Linked DNA regions of Rattus norvegicus: region 1 is linked to region 2. The links are chromatin contacts, called in public Hi-C maps. All regions are on one chromosome and are shown on one strand. The core of a region is the stretch at or near the end of the contact, and the rest is flanking DNA. Distances in the headings are between cores, read along the strand shown.

The links. A called contact is a pair of places that touch in the nucleus more often than the background predicts.
Region 1: a Hi-C map of liver shows a contact between it and region 2, with 3 times the contacts expected there. The contact joins the promoter of C2h4orf3 here to the promoter of Pde5a in region 2. A contact is called at or near these places in 10 of 12 Hi-C or Micro-C datasets (the A7r5 cell line, the Rat2 cell line, Schwann cells and 6 more) and 1 of 1 datasets of contacts at active chromatin or transcription factors (oligodendrocytes).

What each region holds. Positions count from the first base shown.
Region 1 is chr2:213,738,798-213,744,532 of GRCr8, reverse strand. C2h4orf3 (similar to human chromosome 4 open reading frame 3) reads right to left here and starts at 4,014. Exons shown (of 2, transcript NM_001271116.1): 1 at 3,703-4,014; 2 at 2,254-3,022. The coding sequence starts at 3,899. The coding sequence ends at 3,022. LOC102550474 (a long non-coding RNA gene) reads left to right here and starts at 4,140. Exons shown (of 5, transcript XR_010064423.1): 1 at 4,140-5,735. It overlaps Usp53 (ubiquitin specific peptidase 53), which reads left to right. Exons shown (of 16, transcript NM_001389268.1): 16 at 1-427.
Region 2 is chr2:213,542,543-213,548,328 of GRCr8, reverse strand. Pde5a (phosphodiesterase 5A) reads right to left here and starts at 4,303. Exons shown (of 21, transcript NM_133584.1): 1 at 3,804-4,303. The coding sequence starts at 3,829.

The sequences.
Region 1 (5,735 bases), core at 2,765-5,264, 200 kb before region 2:
TTAAAAAAAATCCCATTTGGTCTCTATTCCCTGTTGGGAATGCATTATCTGAAGCACTAACTAATTTCTGTGCATTACAGCAGTTTCCTAGATGAACCTTTCGACTCCGTCGAGTTTGCAAACAGAAGTGTCATTTCTCCTCTCGGTTGATGCACAGCTTAGTTACACACTCTGCATTATCTAAGACTGAAATAGAGAACCTGCTCGTTTGTCAATTCAACACAGAATAGATCCAGTACGTTTGCCTAATTAATTGTATGTATTTCTTCTCTGGTGCCTATTGTTAACCAATGTTTCCGTGTCGATAAGCTTGTAACTTCTTAAATGATGTAATCATGTTTCACATAGTTATCTTCAGAGTATTATATTTTCATGTGAAATCAACTTCTTTTGGCTCAAAAAAAATGAAGCTTAATTTTAAGCAGTATAGTTGATCTTTTCTTTGCCTTTATGAACTGTGGTCCCCTTCCCCAACTACTCAATTTATGGGAAACATTAAAAAACAAAAATTTAAAGTTTACAAATGTTAGCCGAGGATGTTCCCAAGATTTACATCCCCAAGTCAGAACCACAGCTCGTGGCAGCAAGTTCTGGGCAACATGTCAGTGATTTAGACTGTGGACAATGTGGATAGTAAATCTCTGGAACACAGCATTTTTGGATTGAAAACAGCCATAAACAATTCGTAATGGGTATGCAGGGCTGTTTTTTCAATTAAAAGCTTACCAACATCAAATCTAGATTAGATGTGACTTTCATTTAATAAGAAATTATTGTTTTCTATTCACTTCCAAGTAGTAAGAAAAATAAATGTGTACATTTACTCCTAGCACTTAGGAGGCAGAGACAGGTGGATCTTTCTGAGTTCAAGGCCAGCCTTGTCTGCAAAGCTGTGTACAGGGCTGCACAGTAAGACCCTGTCCCAGAAAACAAAATGTAAAAGCAAAAGCAAAGTCCATTCTTGACTAAGAAGCCTTATAGCAAACATTTGGTCCAGTGCCCAGTTCTGTGCCGTCACTGACTTCCATGTGTGTCTTGTGTTTAGTGCCCAGGGTTTGGAGCTCTTTAACTCCTGGAACTTTCAGTTAATGTCCCCCTAAAAAGTTCTTCCAAGTCCTCAGCCAGTTCAGATGCAATGATCAGAAGCTACTTCACGTTTAGAAACCAAATGTGGATTACTTTTTTGCTGTCTTTAAATGGGAACAAATTTGCAGCTTGCCTTGAAGTCCCATTTTTATATTTCTAGTAACTTCTAAAGTGTGAGCATCATAGTTTCCTTAAAAAAAAATCTCAATTATCTATAGGACTTGGAGCCTTCATGCTGTTCCTGTGTGGCAATTACAGCTATGTATTAACTATTCTTGAGTTCCTGAAAGCACTATAGAGAGAGAAATTATCAGCAAGAAATTGTCTTACATGAGGCCTAGAAATCTCATCTATCTACTGTAGGCTTGACGCCTAGGGAAGGTTGAGTTTTAGTCCAAACCTTAGGGACTGGCCAGAGCCTAAGAACTCAGAACTGTAAGCACTGACGTCCACACAGATGAAAACTGAAAAGCTGGTAACCTGGGCAATGGGGGAAGTAATGAAAAGGGCTGGAGGACTGTTTATTAATTACAGCTGTTCAGCTACAGTGGGCATGACAGTAAAGACAAACACTTTCAAGGAGGCTATTTTAAGGGGAGGGGTACACGACTGAAGCATTAAGGCAGTGGGTCAATGTCAAGGTACTCAGAACAGTCCCAGCTGGGGCCCAAGGTCCCAGCTTAGTTAACTCCAAGGTCAGAGCAGTCCTGCGTGGAGGAAACACCTGTGCTTTGAACCCAGCTTGTCCTGATCTACTGTCTTGTTCTGAGGCCAGGCTACATCAGCGCAGCCTTTGCTCATCTCAGGACAGTACCCACACAAATAGATGTTCCAACAGAGAGATCTGCCTTCTCTTCTTGTCCAGGCTCTAAAAGGGGGATGACTGGTCTCACATCATGGAGGCTTCCTTTACTGTTTTTCCAACAGATTAGCTTTTCCTGAAACAGACAGACCCAGGAATAATGTTTTGCCATCTGTCGTGAATCCCTTAGCTCAAAGGGACCCAAAAACTCACCATTATACTAAGTTCTCCAAACTAGAAATGTCCAGAGCAGCTGGCACCTGTGGTAGGCTGGCTTGGGACACAAGAGAAAAAAAAACAGTGTGACCTAACGGCAAGCCAGTAACCTCCCCACACTACCACCAGAGAGTCTGACACAGTGAAGCTAAATTCAGTGATTAAACATTTATTAGAGAATATTAGTAAGCAGTACAAATCGGGTCCCAGAGTGTGGTAAACTCAGTGTCACCCCAGTCCTGTATTCTAATACACATACTTCAGTTACACTTTGCACAAAAAATTATCCAAGCAAATGCAACAGTATCTTAAGACAACTGTCAACAGTTTACCAAATATTGTGAATTATAAGGGAGAAGAACACCACCTCTGAATATTTTAGGCAGTTCTCATGTACTGAAACCAGCAGTATAAAAAACTCTAATTACCCAGATCTTAAGGTGAAAAGGAATAGCTTCCAAAATATTTATGGTAGCTGCTTTGGGACTGTAGCCTTTCTGCATAAATGCTACCTACTCAACCCTAGATGATAACTATTTTATAATGGCATAGTTTTAAAACAATATCTGAGAAAGTAAGCTTCACAAAGATAACTTTTTTTTTTGCTGATGTTCACTGCTGTGTCCCAACTGATGCCTGGGTAATAGAAAGGGGCCGGATACCCGATGGATGAGTAAATGCTACATAAATTTCCTTAAAGTACTTAAATTACAGGCATTATTAAAAATATATATTATATATCATTTAGCTACAATCATGGTTTTAAACATATAGTACTACTTTAGGGAGGTCAAGGGCTGAAGGAAAGCCTGGAGGTCTGGAATTCAGCTCCTGGAAGTCCTCTTCATTCAAGAAGTCTAGTAGTTTTCAGGATTCACTCCAGAAGCCAGCCGTGTTCTAGACTCTCAGCAAACCAATCTGTAAAGACCAAACATTTGTTTCCTTTATCTGCTTATTTTTGACATTTAATGAGACACTGGACATCGATATTGCTAGCCTTTGCCTATCCCTACATAATTTACACTATGGCTTACCAAAATGGCTTAACAAGTTTTTATCAAAAATTCTTATCTTTTCATCATCAGATTACCAACTCCCCCACCCCTCATTCTCTGCCTTCTAGTTTGCCACAAAACCGAAAAATGAGAGCCAAAGCGAACCCAAGATACTCCATTCTTTGACAGAAGTAGGAATGGGGATACTTTGGAAGATGAGTGTATTTGCATAAATTTGCATACAAATTTACAGGGCTTGCTTTGGAATAACATTTTAAGTACACGCACAACACTCAAATCACTTTAGATTAATCACACTTAACCTAATTTTTTTATTATTTACGATATTTACTTTTTATCTTTATTAGTTTTTAGTAATTTTTATTATTTACGATAGATCTAATTGTGAGTATAGGTTTCTAAAACTTAAGCAGTTCCGTTGTGGTGGTGAAACTCAGGACAGCGCACCTGAGGTGCCAAGGAAATCCACTTTCGCTCTTTCTCCCAACTCCGCCATCTCTAGCTGCGGCCCCTCCCTCCCGGAGAAGACTGGAGCAGTCGCCAGCCTCCTGAGCACTTCCACTCTGTACTCAAGACACTCACCAGGGCAAGAGGTACACGAAGATGAACAACGCCAGGTCGAAAAGGATGAAGAGCCAGAGATCCAGCCAGTAGGAGTGTTTCGGAATCCCGTTCATCCCCGACTGAACGGGCTCATCTTGGCTCCTCCTTCTAGCTGCGGACGAGCCCCTCCGCTCCCGGACACCATCGGTACCAGACGCCGCCTGGCCCACCTCCATCTTCACGTCGCTTCACTTTCCGCGCACCTGAGACTAAACCTGAAGGCCGCTGCGCGCCCTCGTCTTAGCAATCGATTCCGGACAGCCCCGCCAATCACTTAGGCGCCACGCCCCGTCCCGCCCCGCTCCGCCGCTCCGCCCCCTGGACCGCGCGCAGGCGTCCTCCCTTTCTAGGAACTCCCCGCACGCTGTGTTCCGCATCGCCGGGAACGCGCAGACTCCGCTGGTCCGGCTGCTGAACTTGGCGCAGGCGCCTTCCCCGCCTTCCCGATCGCACGCATGCGCTCTGTACCCGCCGCATGCTTCCTGGTGGCGTGGTGGGTGGCGTGTTCGTCGGTTGCTTCTGTGGTACAGGTTCGCTGCCTCACGTAGCGCACATCGCCTTGCACAGCGCACAACTGGTTCTACCGGTTTCTGGGACGAAAACTGTCTCAACCCCTTTTCTCTGGGTTGATGCCAGAACTTTAGGAACAGCCTCAAAGGATTCCAGTCTTGACCACCCACAAAAGTAGTCTTTTGTAAACACGAGCATGTGTGGGGATTTAAAAAAACAAAACAAAACTGGATCCTGAGATTCTCCGATATTAACTTTGGAGATGATAACATTGTGTGGCAATGTAAAAAGGTTGGCAGTCCCCTTAGGATCATCTCTAACACCTGTAGTAAGCCTTTTAGTTGCATGTTTGGGAAGTTTGGGTGATTTTGTACAGACTTGGGCGGTTTGCTCTTAAGTTTTGAAACGGTTTTGATGAGTTGCGCGTTGTAAGGGTCTATGATTTGCTGAAGCATGATACCCCGGACTCAAATAGTATGTAAGCGCAAAGAGTGTTTTATATTGCATGCTTGGGTCTCCTATTACCAAGATAGAGAGACAATCAAATATGCTCGCAGTCCTGATTTACAGCACGTTAGGGGAATTCTAGGTTAGATGGGCTTTGCCTTACTCTATCGCTAGGCATTCCAGAACCATTACCTTGGCGTGTTGGCTGCAAACAATTGCTGAGGATTCCGGAGATAGTTGGCCTTACCTTGCTCTCTTCTGAAACTACTGTGTCAGGGTGTGAGGGCTGAAACTGTTGTTGACCCATTTTCCTTGCTTCAGGCCAGGTATCAGGTCAGTTTCTGATGGCAGGGCACTTTCTGGCTAGCTGCTTGAAGCCTGCAGATTTTAGGCCTAATCTGAACTGACAATTTGAAGCCTGTCATGGAGTTAACCTCTCTCATCAATGTCACAATTACAATCGTGAATTTTCAGAAGGATCAGATCGGTTAAAGTGTGAAATTTACATAGGTATTTTGTGGGAGTATTTTTAATAAGACTCTCAACTCTGTGTCAAAACATCCCATAATAGATTAAAAACCCCTTGGAGTCTATTAACTTAGCCCACTAACTTTTACCAACCAAATAGCCCAGATAGTGTCTTGGGCCTGTAGATAAGCTTCTTTCTCCCTTCCCGAACCTGCCTGTCTAATGTACCCACCAATATATTTTGGACTTGCCTTGATTTATGCTTTTTTTTTGTTCTGTAAAATGATTTTTAAAAACTTTATGAAACTGTTTCCACCTGGGAATCTGAATTGAAGGTAACCTATATATCTGTGTTCTGTGGCCATTCAGGGTGATTCCAGGATAAACTGTCTCTTTTTTCCTTTATGATGAGAGCTATAGTTTTTGCATAGACAACACAAAGGTTGGTTCTGGATTTAGAAAACTGGGCAAAACTGACAAATTAAGGTTACTAAAATAACCATAAAGTGAACTTCAAATTCAATATCTTAATACTATCAGTGTGCCACTAACTGGGCTTCACGTCGCTAGTAGGACATACAGACAAA
Region 2 (5,786 bases), core at 3,054-5,553:
TGACTAAAGAATTTTTCAGCCCTACATTCAGCTCTGAGAACAAGAGAAACTGACGTAACTTGAAAACCACAATTGAAAGTTTAATAAGAAATTGTGTTTGGGATCAAAACAAATAAATGCGACCCAGCTCTGTTTAGTCTTTTCCGCTACAAAGGAAATCATTCTGGAGCATCATTAAAAACACCCATGACAGTTTGAGCAAAGCTGTAATTTGTGTCTCCAAATACAATGGAAGGGGTGAGTCTCAGTAAAACACTTTGTCTGCCATTGATGCGGAGGGAGTGTACAACTTTATACAGTTTTTTAGTTTAATTATCTTAAAAAGAAACAATGTAAGAGACTAGAGATCATCCATGTAGAAGGAATTATTTTAAAGGCAATTGGGGCTGAGTACATACATAGTTCTCTAATGGGACACTTGTCTAGGTGCTGGGGGTTATAGATACGATCTCTAACTCGGTGAAAAATAAATCATGATACCTGAATTATGCAAAAAAACCAATGTTTCCTAATCTCAAAATACTGTGGATGCGTTTGTGTAGAACCACTAGTAGTTTCTATAGAATTTTACAAGTGTACTAAGTTTACATTATGACATAAAAATTGCTTTATTTCAAGATAGCCATTTGTGACTAATCCTGTATGAAATCTACACATTTTTTTCTTTTTACAAATCTTGTTCACATAGTTCAGGCTCTAAGAAGGATCTAGAACTATGAAAACATTACAGAGAGGAGGGACTGGGAAATGCTGTTGTTTGACGAGCTTCTATGTTTTCTTCTAGGCCAGAAGAATTGAAGTCTAACAGAATGCTTCGGGGACACTAGAAGGCAGCACAAATATATGGAGCCCAAGAGAACACAAGAATCTGGCCATTATTGTATGAGACTTACTGCTTTCAATAGAGGAACTCACACACAGTCACGCTCAACTGGGCCAGTGCTCTGAAGATTCTATTATTCCTAATACCAGCCTTGCCTTAAAAAAACATGCTTACTAAATTATTTGAACACTGTGAACGTTTCTATTCCTGTGTAGTTACAGAAGCAGTAAGTTTTTAGAATGGATAGCAATATTTATTCTAAGGATGGATAGCCATATGTATTTTCATCCTCCATTTAAATTTAACATAGGTATCTTACAAATAAAAATGTTACATCTTTTAGAAATGAAAAGGGAACCAGGCCTAGTGGCCCATGCTTATGGTACAAGCTTTTAAGTATTTGGGAAGCTGAGGTACATTCAGCCTCAGTTACATAGTGATTCAAAACCACGGGACAACTTAATGAGACCTTATCTCAAAATAAATCTTTGCGTGCTGGGCACGATATAGCTCAATCAGCAGAAACACTGACCTTGCATATGGAAGGCCATAATTCCCAGTACTGCACCGAAAGGAATAAACACAAAAGGTCAAGAAGAGAACGACAAAGAATCCCATATACAGGACCCAGAGACTCAACTAATTCGGCACGGCTTTGTGCTGTCTAATATGTCACGGGAGGCAACGAGGACCTGCACAACTTCTGTTCCTGGACTTTGATCGAACCTGCCATAAAGCTGGACTCCTTTGAGCCTCCAGTTTCCATTCTATGCCAAGTAACCTCAGACTTTTGCCTGGCACAAAACAAAGCAATAAAATCCAACCATCTCACCCGTCCAAAACTAAATGACTTAAAACATCACCCACACTCACAGACCTGACCAGTCTACTGGAAGGTAGCGCTATTCATAGGTACTGTCAAGAATAACAACAGCTACTGAGAGGCTCCAGCACCAAGAAGGCCTTCGCTATAAACGTCTACATATTAAAGCCTCCAATGAATGCAGTCCTGGAGGAGTCCATATTGTTTAGATTAGTGAGGGTAGGAGGTGTCCACTCGCAGCTCACTAGGAAAACGATGTTAAATTTCATGTCCATAAATGATGTTAACAACTTGTTCAACTTTCATGCTCATACAAATGGGTCGTGGAGACTGAAAAGCCTCCATTCGTCCCTTTGACGGAGAATAGAGCCATTACCACAGCATGTAGCTGTTGGTTTGAAGATAATTTTAAGGAAAAAAAAATCTTGGCAGTGTAATTGTTATCAAGGTCCGAGCGAATTAAACCCGTGTTTGAAAATTCAGGAATGCCAGGAGTTTCAGCATGTCCCAAGACTATCCTTAGATGTAGGTAGTCAGGCCCAGGATAGAAGAGAGTATGATACATTTGCATCAAATCACACCAACCAATCAATGCAGAAACATTTCCATCGGAAAGCCTGGTTTCTGCTGTAGATGAACAACCTAAACGGATCTGCATTCATTTCAAACTTTAAAATGTCTCCCATGCCTCTCTCTAGAACTATTGTTGCATGGGTTACCTGAATCACATACATTTTTACATATTTATGTATATTAATCCTTACAAAGCACAACAAAATGATGGAGGCTTCTGGTTTTAAAAGAACTGTGCTGCAAAGTTAAACTGGACACAATAAATTTTTTATATCAGTAGTGTAAACCACCCTAGATTTAGTAGTCAAACTTTTTAAAGATGTAATAATCGAGTGGTGTCCAACTTCCTGTTCTTATTTTAAAAGCCTTCAATTAATATCACCAGCATAAAACTAAACTTCAATTCCATGAAGAAGGCCCTCAGACTACACTCCCTAGATTATTGCTCATTATGCCAATAATTTTCTGAACTTTCTCCTAAAAGTGAAGGTCTGAATTATTTTAAAGTATTTCACGGGTTCATTTTCCAGGTTATACTCTTAAGAATGCATGCACACGCACTCGCACTCGCACATGCACACACACACACACACACACACACACACACACACAGAGTACACACACCAAAATAATGTCCTAACTTGAAAAAGTCTTTGGGAGTCGCAGAATATCTAATTTTACAGTTAGCATTGTAATTGAGATATTAGTAATATTTTAGTTGTAATTTTAATTTCTACCTGAGAGAAAAAGGTAAAGTAAATGTATCAAATGACTCTTTTTACTTTCAACCACAATGTGGCAACTCTTTCAAGGTTTTTGGAAGGTTTTTAACAGTGCGCTAGCCTAAGACCACTCAAAAACCCCCACTAAATTATCCATAGTTTGTCTTCAAAGTTGGAGAGGGAAATCGAAGAATGGGGCACTTTTGCTGTATTTTTAGCTTTCAACTGTTAACAGCCTATCTAAAGGACACCTCCAAAGCAGACTTAAAACTCAGCCCAGCTCTCTGGCCCCTCCCCATTTTCTGTGCTCTAATTCAAAGGGAGCACAGGGTGGGAGTGTACAGTGAAAGGACACCGGAGACAGATGGTCACGAAGTAGCTAGTGACCCCTGGAAACTGGTGGTTCCCAGCAATCGATAATTCTAGGTCGAGATGGTTTGTCTTGGTGCTTCTGCTCAAACTCCCTGCAATGTTTTAAAAAGAAACTCTACCTTCTGTGTTATCATCCGACCCCTCTAAGCTCAGAACTTGATGAGGAAGGGCATAATGGGGGCAGGGGGGTGGAGGGTGAAAGGAGGGCTGGGTACTTAGAGCCTATCCCGGCTGGAGAGAGCGCTCAGCCCTTGAAGGCTAGACTCACAAGCAAAACGCCAAAACTGTCCAGAAGAGGTTCGGTGAGAAAAGAGAGAAAACTGACCCCCGTGTAGTATCTCGGTGAAAAAAGCAAGGAAAGGCATGGTCATACTGCCCATCTTTCGTGCGGCTTAATCTCCCGCAGGTGTGCGGGGTGTCCCTGCCAGCTCTGGCTTATCCCGCACCCCCTCCCCAGGCAAAGTGGCCAGCGGGATGTTGAAGGAAGTACCTCGTTTTGTCTCCAAAGGGCAACATAGCAGAGGTGGGGCGCTCGTTTCCGAACTCCTCGGATGGTGGACTGGGGAGACTCTGGGGGCCCGCGGAGTTCCGTGGGTGCCCGACCGGCTCCCTTATGGCCCCCGCCGCCTCTTCGCTGCGGGTCGCCGGCTGCGGACCCCGCGTGGCGTCGCCCCCTGGCGGGCAGCGCCGGGCCCTGTGGCGGCCGCGCGCGGGCGAGTCCCCGCCGGCTCGTCCACCATCCCCGCCCGGCGAGAGTCGACCTCCCGGCTCGGGCGGCCAGCACCAGCTGCTCGACGGCCGTTGCCCCAAGGCGCCGGTGGCGGGGCTCCAGCCCCTTCTCCAAAGCAGAGCTTGTTAGTTCAGCCCAGATCGGCGCGCCGGAGGCAAGCGCGCGCGCGGGCTTCGCGGCGACTCCTCGAGCTTCGGGGGACCCGCCCGCCACGCACTCCGCTCCACCCTCTCGTCCCTCCGCTCCACTCTCAAGTCTGCGCGCGTCCCGACTGCCCGTGCAGCAGTCGGATCCTAAAGGACAGGCTCCCTCCTCCACGCCCTCCGCGTCGGCCTCCTGGCGTTTGGCTCGCGACCAGGAAGAACTGGCCTCTGGGGTGCTCCGGGTCCCCGGGTCCCGGAGTCCGCCCCGGCCGCCTCCCTCCCGCCCTTTGTGTGCGCGCCGCAAAGCTCAGCGAAGAACCCCCCCTGCGGCGGCGCAGCTAGAAGAGGGATGATCAGGGGACTATCGGGGGGCCAAAGGCGACAGTCCTCACTGGGGGCGACCGGGGCAAGCTGCTACACCCAGGCTTCCCGGTGGCCTGGTCCAGACCCCCGGCTTCCCCGCCCCTCCAGGGTCAGAGCAAGCCGGGCAGGGGAGGAGCGCGGCCACTGGGACGCGCTTCCGGAGCGGCTGGGAAGGGGCTCTGGCTTGTTTTGGTTTTTGCTAAGCCGGTTTGGGAGAGAAACCGGGAGAGCAGAGGGGAGGAGGGAAGGCCCGTGAGCGCGCGTGAAATTAATCTTGTTCCCGGGCTGGGTGTACGCTTTTGTTTTTAACTTCGTGGGCAAGTCGTTTCTAATCCGACGCCTCGCTTCTCAACTGTGCTCGCTTTAAGTCGAGGACTCCAGTCCGTTCTGAGACCGAGAATCTACTTCCGAAGCAAAAGGCCTGGGAACGGGGATTGTTTAATGTGGCTCAAGGGGAAAATTCAATGGGGAAAAGAGATCAGCCCCAGCTCACGCTTCATGTCCCTAGCCGTGTCCTTTGTGGCTCCTCTTCTTACCTGGTGGCCTTTCTAACAAAGTAAGAGAAGGTAAAGTCCCGGTGATCATCCAGCCACGCTTCCACCCAGTCCTGGTCCCGCTGCTGCTGCGACTGCACGGAGCTGGGGCCCGCTCGTTCCATGGTGTTTGCCGCGGGTTTCTGCGGCTCGCTGATGCCGGATTTCCACCCGGCAGGGTCCCTCTCTCAGAGGAGCAGGACAGTGTTCGAGACCCTCCCCCTTTGCCCTGCAGTCTTTCAGCGAAGCCTCAGAGAGGCGGGCCAGCCCCGGAGCTCGCTCAGCCCCGCCCCTCCAGGTCCCCGACGTTTCCAGGTGGCCGGCGTCCTCCTTGGGGTCCCGGGGAAACTGACTTTCTGCATCTGCCTCTGCGCTTTCTGACGAGCTCTCCGGAAGCCAAGTGGCCAAGGCTAGGAGGAATCCAGACTGCCGCTGGGGTGCGCTGTGGGCCGAGTCAGCTTCCCTCTGTGCGCAAAGGAGACAGTGGGTTTGCAATTCCCAACTAACCAACTCTGGGAAGGGAAGATCACGTCCAGGACTCATCTGAAGGCGAGAGGCAGGGAGCTTCACTAGAAAGCGAGAGAAAAAGTTAACCCGGGTGTTTTCCCCCGTTCTTAGTAGGATAGCGACAGCCCCACTTTACTTTTCTTCTTAAAAGCAACTCTTGGTGGAGAGGACCCACAGCCTATCTTCCTCACAGCAGC